Regions from separate parts of the Ovis aries genome. Here region 1 is linked to region 2. Evidence: chromatin contacts called from public Hi-C data. All regions are on one chromosome and are shown on one strand. Each heading gives the region's core, a stretch centred on a gene start, on an enhancer-like site or on the middle of the called end of the contact. The rest is flanking DNA. Distances are from core to core; before and after follow the strand shown.

What was found. A called contact is a pair of places that touch in the nucleus more often than the background predicts.
Region 1: a contact with region 2 is called in a Hi-C map of tail adipose tissue, with 8 times the contacts expected there. The contact joins the promoter of CEP43 here to the enhancer-like site in region 2. A contact is called at or near these places in 11 of 16 Hi-C or Micro-C datasets (blood, liver, mixed tissues and 4 more).

The regions. Positions count from the first base shown.
Region 1 is chr8:89,522,926-89,526,987 of ARS-UI_Ramb_v3.0, forward strand. It overlaps CEP43 (centrosomal protein 43), which reads left to right and starts at 1,964. Exons shown (of 10, transcript XM_027972659.2): 1 at 1,964-2,146; 2 at 3,349-3,402; 3 at 3,994-4,048. The coding sequence starts at 2,045.
Region 2 is chr8:89,386,249-89,390,164 of ARS-UI_Ramb_v3.0, forward strand. All of the region lies in intron 2 of RPS6KA2 (ribosomal protein S6 kinase A2), which reads right to left. Among named protein-coding and RNA genes, the nearest start is that of RPS6KA2, 49 kb to the right of the region's middle. Within about 2 kb of position 2,338, at least 7 of the 54 cell types and tissues checked have an H3K27ac peak or open chromatin away from gene starts, as enhancers often do.

The DNA of each region.
Region 1 (4,062 bases), core at 714-3,213, 140 kb after region 2:
ATAGATACACTGACTCCCTCAGCTCCCTTTGCAGGGAACCGATAGGCAATATGTAAATTTATAAATAATGACTTAGGTAAATAACTTAAAACTCACAAAATCTTCCACTGTTAAAAGTAAAAGTATGTAATTTTTAAAATTAGTAGTTGAAAGAAAAGACAAATTTTTATTCTTTGAAAGATGATTTTTACGGTTGATGGGTCAGGATGTATATTATTTAGAGTAAAAAGAACCAGAAGAACTAAAAAAGAACTAGAAACAGACTTAATTGTATTAATAGCTGGGGGAGACCTGGGTTCGATCCCTGGGTTGAGAGGATCCCCTGGAGAAGGGAAAGGCTACCCACTTCAGTATTCTGGCCTGGAGAACTCCATGGACTCTACAGTCCATGGGGTCACAGAAAAGTCAGACACGAGAAGGCGATGGCACCCCGCTCCAGTCCTCTTGCCTGCAAAATCCCATGGACAGAGGAGCCTGCTGGGCTGTGGTCCATGGGGTCTTGAAGAGTCAGACACGACTGAGCGACTTCCTTTTCACTTTTTACTTTCCTGCATTGGAGAAGGAAATGGCAACCCACTCCAGTGTTCTTGCCTGGAGAATCCCAGGGACGGGGGAGCCTGGTGGGCTGCCATCAAAGGGGTCACACAGAGTCGGACATGACTGAAGTGACTTAGCAGCAGCAGCAGCAGCAGCAGCAGCAGCAGCAGCAGGGTATGGTATCAGGTGAGACCTAGGTGAGTAGGGAGGATGCAGATAGTTTTAGCATTTTCTGCTTTCTTTTGATTTTAAACCACTGGTATGAGTAACTTTCATAACAGACAAAACAAATGCAAATAAATCAGAGCCTATTACAAAGAATAGCTGTGAAACATCCTTAAAGAGAATACTGCTGCTGCTGCTAAGTCGCTTCAGTCGTGTCCGACTCTGTGCGACCCCATAGACGGCAGCCCACCAGCCTCTGCCATCCTTGGGATTCTCCAGGCAAGAACACTGAAGTGGGTTGCCATTTCCTTCTCCAATGTATGGAAGTGAAAAGTGAAAGTGAAGTCTCTCAGTCGTGTCCGACTCTTCGCGACCTCATGGACTGCAGCCTTCCAGGCTCCTCTGTCCACGGGATTTTCCATGCAAGTGTACTGGAGTGAGGTCTACATAGGAGTTAAAAAGAGAGAGGCAGAATATATATGTACCCGTCAAAAAAATGATCAGGATTTACTGAGTGAAGTTAGTAAATTAAAAAGCAGTAAGCATAGCTTCCAAATTAGGGAAGTGAAAAAAGTACTGTGTGTATGTAACACACTCACGTGTAAGGCTGTCTGGAAAGGCACATGTCAGTTTGAACAGACCTGCCAGGAAACCTCGCCTTTTCCTTTCTCACTCATTTGTAACTCAGATGGTCACCTGCAGGCCAGCGCGTTGGAGCCCCGGGCTCCTGGAGAAAGTCGACTCTGAGGACGGGCTGCAGACTCGCCGAGCGGGCGTCGGGGGATTCTAGAATCTACAGCTTTCCCCTTAAGTGCTAGTGGTTTGGGATCACCTTCCTCCACACGTGACAGCGCAGCTGTGAGAACACGCAGGGTGGAAAGCACAGCAACGCAGCGTTTGCACGTCCACACACCCTCCAGTGCACGGCGAGGGGAGGTGTGCGCTCCGGACGAGCGTGCACACACACCTACCCTGCACGCACACTTCGGCCGCACCTTGGGAAGCCAGTGGGGGACCCAGGACTTCAGCCCGTCTTCCACAGCAGCGACCCGCGGGCGTGCACCTGACACCATCCAAAGGCCACTATTTCCCCCTGCCTCCCGGCCGAACCCCACTTTCCACCCGGGCCCACCCCTCAAGCCTCTGGCCTCTGGGGACCGCGAGGCCCCGCCCACCCCGCGCCGCCCGAGGCCCCGCCCACCCCGCGCCGCCCGAGGCTCCGCCCCGACGTGACGGCGGGCTGCGCGCCGGCGCCGGGGGCGTGGTCTCGGCCGCGCGCCCTGCGGGCTGAGGCGACCGGCGGCCGTTGGCGCGGCTTGGGCGGTTGTCTTGGAGAAGCAAGATGGCGGCGACGGCGGCCGCGGTGGTGGCGGAGGAGGACACGGAGCTGCGGGACCTGCTGGTGCAGACGCTGGAGAACAGCGGGGTCCTGAACCGCATCAAGGTGAGGCGGGGGCCTGGGAGCTGGCGGGCGGGCGGCGGGCCGCGCTCGCGCGCCGCAGGGCCCGTGTGGACGCCGGCGTCACAAAGGGGCGCGGGGCGCGACGGACGGGCCGCCCGGGCTGGGGTCCGGGCCGCCGGCCACCTCGGGGGGGTCGGGGGTCAGTCACGGGGAGCCCCAGGCGGTGCGGCTGTGAGCGGACGAAGGGGCCCAGCCGGCTTTAGTCGGAGGAGGCCGACCCCGGCGTCCGGGGTCCAGTCTGCCGCAGCCCCGCCTGGTTCCCACTGCACGTCCGGGGTCCAGTTGTTCACTGTCCCGTCTGATCCCCACTGCACGTTTGGGGTCCAGTCTCCCGCAGCCCCGCCTGGTCCCCACTGCACGTTTGGGGTCCAGCTGCTCACTGTCCCCTCTGGTCCCCACTGCACGTTTGGGGTCCAGTTGCGCACTGTCCCGTCTGATCCCCACTGCACGTTTGGGGTCCAGTCTCCCGCAGCCCCACCTGGTTCCCACTGCACGTTTGGGGTCCAGTCTCCCGCAGCCCCCTCTGGTCCCCACTGCACGTTTGGGGTCCAGTTGTTCACTGTCCCGTCTGATCCCCACTGCACGTTTGGGGTCCAATCTCCCGCAGCCCCGCCTGGTCCCCACTGCACGTTTGGGGTCCAGCTGCTCACTGTCCCCTCTGAACCCCACTGCACGTTTGGGGCTCATTTGTGCGCTGCTCCCTGCTGGTCCCCGCCCCGCCCCCGATCGTCCAGTCGCCCAGCGTCCGGTGGTCGAGTTGCGCCCCCCCCTCCCCCCGCTCCTTTGCTCTCCCCCGCCTCTGGCCTGAGCTGCGGGTCGGCCAGCCTCTCCAGCTTTCTGTAACAAGCGGGTTGCGGATGTCCAACAGCTTGTTTCTTGGGGTGTATTTCTCATTCATTCACATTACTGGTGGGCATGAGTAAGGACTGGAGATCACAGCTTAAACCAGAGAGATGGGTGCTGAGAGAGAGAGTGCTGCCCGAACAGTAGCCTTGAGAGCTTGTGTCGTTTTCTTCAGAGTGTGTCAGGATGCCCTCTGACCTCTCTGCACCTGCCTCCTAAGCGTTATAATCTTGCTGGTTTTCGTTTTGAGTTTGGAAATTGCGGTGTTTGTGCTTCTTACCGTGAAAATTGTCTGGAGATAATTTTTGTTCCTTTCCTCCTCCCCATCCCGCTTTTTAAAGGCTGAACTCCGAGCAGCTGTGTTTTTAGCACTAGAGGAGCAAGAGAAAGTAGAGGTATGAAATCTACAAACTTTAATGACTGTATTCGTTTATGTTTAAGTTCTAATTACTTAAAAACCATTCTGGAATGCTGTTTATAGTAGTGTATAGTCAGGGGTAATTTTGAACTAAAGATTATGCTTCTTTACTGTTAGGGGAGGGTCGAGGTTATTCTCTTTGCATGTATACTTTAGAGTTTTGGGGTAACCTAAAGAAAGTTATCACAGGAACTCTGAAGTCAGCACTAAATCTCATAGATCCCTTCCCTTAGGGGAAATTGGAAACACTTGAAGAAATGGGTTCGTAGTCCTGTATGCTCCAGGGATCTCTAATTCATTAACATTTAAAATCATTACTATCACACCTAAAAATCTCTTTTGCTGCTGTCAGGAACAATCTCCTAATTGAATATCTCAGTCCTTACGTTAACAAGAAAAAAAACCAGTTCCTGTAATAATCAGTAGTTACAGAATAGGTTTAACCAAGATTTTTTGTGTGGTAGTATTTTACTTAATATCTTGCCAAAAAATTAAACTTTGGTGTACATTTTGTAGTGGTTTTGGGGACAAACATGTAACGCTTAATGATATTTCATTTTTTTAACAGAACAAAACTCCTTTAGTCAATGAGAGCCTGAAAAAGTTTTTAAATACAAAAGATGGTAAGATGTTTGCT
Region 2 (3,916 bases), core at 1,088-3,587:
GACTCTCGTCATTCTGCAGACACACAGGCCCCCGTCACCCCTTCTCTCCCTCCAGCTGCCCCCCAGTCGGTCCCCCCGCTCCACGGGCAGCCAGACCCAAGTGCGGGCACATGGGGCAGGGGCTTTTCCAACTGCAGAGTGAAGCCCGGGGTCCTCCTACTCCGGCCCCGTCCCTGGGATGCTGGACAGCGCAGGGCACCCTCCCCATCACACCTCCACTTGAGCAGGAGAGCTAGGGGCAGGTGCGGAGGAGCCAGAGAGGGCAGGGGGCGGACAGGCCGCTCCATCTGGCCCGGCAGGAAGTCCTGCCTCTAAGTCGGCCCCTCTCCGCTCCTCTCGCCTCCCAGCCCCTCGCGTCACGTCGCCGCCTCGCTCTCATCACAGTGCCTCTGGTAACTTCAAGGCCGTCACGCTAGCCCACAAGGCAGAGCAAGCCAGAGGGGAGACGCTGTAAGACCCCTCGTCCGAGCAGACTGAACTCCAGGTGTATCTCGTGAAGAGCAAACTGGTCAAACAAACCGGGGCAAGCAAATATTTTGTGCTTTGTGGATCTGAAATAAAATACCAGCGTTTTCTAAGCCAAGGATCAAAGACCATTTGGGGAGAATCATGGCTTGAATGTCTGCACAGAGCCCCAGAAAGCGGTCGTGTGCCACAGGGCACACCCGAGGGCCACGTGCTCTGTGCTCAGTGCTGGGGTTTCCGGTCTGGGTAGGAAGCTTCCTTCAATGCTTCAAGGTCTTCTCAATATCCGGGTTTAAGCATATAAAGCAGACAGTCCGATTTTACAATGTAAGAAGGTCAGGCTCATCCCCAGAGTCCCTGTTTCCTGGAAAACTCTGTGCACAGTCCTTGGATGCCCAATTTTGACAAGCAAGCAGTTGACTGAATATGCTCTTAATTCCCAAATGAAATTAGCTCATGGGGTTGATTCTTGGAAAGCCAGGTTTTGCCTGGAGGGTCGCCGGTGTCCTGAATTCACAAATGTGCACAGAAGTGATGGCTGCCGGTCTCGTAGAAAGCTGGGGCTCCCGCTCCCGCCCAGCCCTTCCCCTGCTGGCACTGCTGGCCTTCCAGGAGAGGCAGCCGCCAGGGGCTGGTGCCCAGGCTGTGGGACAGCAGGCCAGAGCATGCTTCCAGACACCAGGCGCTGGGCAAGGCACTCAACCACTGTGCCTGGGTTTCCGCGTTTGCAAAGATGAGGTGAGGTGGTGTCAGGGAGCCCAGAGAAACGAGCTGTACATGTTAGACGTCTGGCTTGCAGGGGCCTCAAGCAGAGTTGAGCTTGAGGATGATGCAGGAAAAGGAAGGGGTCCCCCAGGTGGAGCAGTAAAGAGGAGCCCCAAGACAGCCCACCCTGCTCTGAGAGCACTGGCCAGCACGTCTGTGATCCCCAGGAGTCGACCTCCAGGGGCTTGACTAGATCTAAAACGTTGGCTTAAAGCTCAACATTCAGAAAACTAAGATGATGGCATCCAGTCCCATCACTTCATGGCAAATAGATGGGGAAACAGTGGAAACAGTAGCTGACTTTATTTTGGGGTTCCAAAATCAGTGCAGCTGGTGGCTGCAGCCATGAAATTAAAAGACACATACTCCTGGCATCCGGTCCCATCACTTCATGGGAAATGGATGGGGAAACAGTGGAAACAGTGTCAGACTTAATTCTGGGGGGCTCCAAAATCACTGCAGATGGTGATTGCAGCCATGAAATTAAAAGACGCTTACTCCTTGGAAGGAAAGTTATGACCAACCTAGATAGTATATTCAAAAGCAGAGACATTACTTTGCCAAGAAAGGTCCATCTAGTCAAGGCTATGGTTTTCCTGTGGTCATGTATGGATGTGAGAGTTGGACTGTGAAGAAGGCTGAGGGCCGAAGAATTGATGCTTTTGAACTGTGGTGTTGGAGAAGACTCTTGAGAGTTCGCTGGACTGCAAGGAGATCCAACCAGTCCATCCTAAAGGAAATCAGTCCTGAATATTCATTGGAAGGACTGATGCTGAAGCTGAAATTCCAAGACTTTGGCCACCTGATGCGCAGAGCTGACTCATTGGAAAAGACCCTAATGCTGGGAGGGATTGGGGGCAGGAGGAGAAGCGGACGGCAGAGGATGAGATGGGTGGGTGGCATCACCGACTCAGTGGATATGAGTTTGAGCAGACTCTGGGAGTTGGTGATGGACAGGGAGGCCTGGCGTGCTGCGGTCCACGGGGTCGAAAGAGTTGGACGCGACTGAGCGACTGAGCTGAAGTGAACTGAACTGAAAGGTCCTTTATTCCACCTGCCAGCTCATGAGGGAGGGAGAGCAAAGCAGAGACAGCAGAGGGCAGCAGAGACACTGGCATGCAAGGCTGTCCGGCCTGACCCGAAGGCCACACTGGACGCGCCTGAAGCCTACTCCTTATAAAGAGGGCATGGATCAATTTAAGGGTCTGTCATTTGGAAACATTTAGCGATTACCAAAGCAGTGCCCTGACGCTGTTGGGCTTATCCAGCAGACCCTCTGCTGTACTGAATCATGAAGGTCTTCGGATGGTGGCGGCGTGGACGCCCACCGCCGCCCCCACCTCCCACTGCCCTGCCGCGGGGCGGCTGCAGAAGGTCAGTCTGCCCTCCCGCGCCGCGGCGGCTTCCCCGCCCAACCTGAATCATCCACCAGGGGGCAGCAGAGGACGCAGCCTGGGAGAGGCCGCTCCCCCCCCCCCCCCCCCCCCGCCCCCGCCCCACACACACGAGCGGCTGGACAGTCCGCTCCTGAGGCCTCACTGATGCGCCCCTGGGAATAAGGTGCTGCCTGCCCGCGGAGACCGACTGGGGGAAGGCGGGCTTGTTTTCTACAGCCTCCCGTTTCCAGACCCTCCTCTCCCCCTCCCCTGGGGACCCAAAGCTCCAGAGGTCCATGGGCTGTCCGGCTTTTCATAGACTCCAGTGGGTTAATGCTTCCCTGGTGTAGCTCACACAGTAAAGAACTCGCCTGAAACACAGGAGACCCAGGTTCGATACCTGGGTTGGGGAGATCCCCTGCAGGAGGGCATGGCCACCCACTCCAGTATCCTTGCCCGGAGAATCCCATGGACAGAGGAGCCTGGCGGGCTGCAGTCCAGGGGGTCACACAGAGCTGGACAGGACTGAGCGACTAAGCACAGCACAGTGGGTCCACAGGCGTGTCACGGCCTCTGCCCCCGAGAAGCCCGCCCTCTTCAGCCCGTTGCTGGTTTCGGGGCTGCACCCTGTGTCCTTTCCAGATAAAACGAGCCAAGGCCTGTGCGGCCGGTCCCAGGGGAGGCCACGCCTGTTCGGGACAGGTGCCCCGCCTAGCGGGTCACCGCTCCTTCTCCTCCACCCCAGGGGCCGGGCCGGGCCGTGATAACTGGGAGGAGAGCAGCTCAGAGCACGTCTCCCCCCAGCGAGGCTGCGGATAAAGGCTCCTGAGGACTGTCCCACCGTGCACACTCGAAGGGGAGGGGGAGATAGAAAGGTGGCCCAGTGAATAAATGAACTGTGAGGAGGAAGGAAGGAGGCGAGAACCCCCAGGGGCTAAACGCGGCGCCTGGGGTGGACCACCACTGGGGAGCATGCACCTAACAGGGGACTGAGCATTTAGAACGTCTAATTTGATGGTGTTTAGTGCATTCGTGGCGGCCCAGCGGTAAAGAATCCGCCGGCAGTCCCTGGGTCGGGAAGACCCCCTGGAGGAGGGCATGGCAACCCACTCCAGTGTTCTTGCCTGGAGACTCCCGTGGACAGAGGAGCCTGGCGGGCTACAGTCCACGGGGTGGCGAAGAGTCGGACACGACTGAGCAATTTAGCATGCACAGGGTCGTGTAAACATCACTATCTATTCCAAAATAAGTTCATCACTTTGGCAGAAAAGCGCGTATGCGTTAGGCAGCCGCTCCCCGCCCTCCCCGAG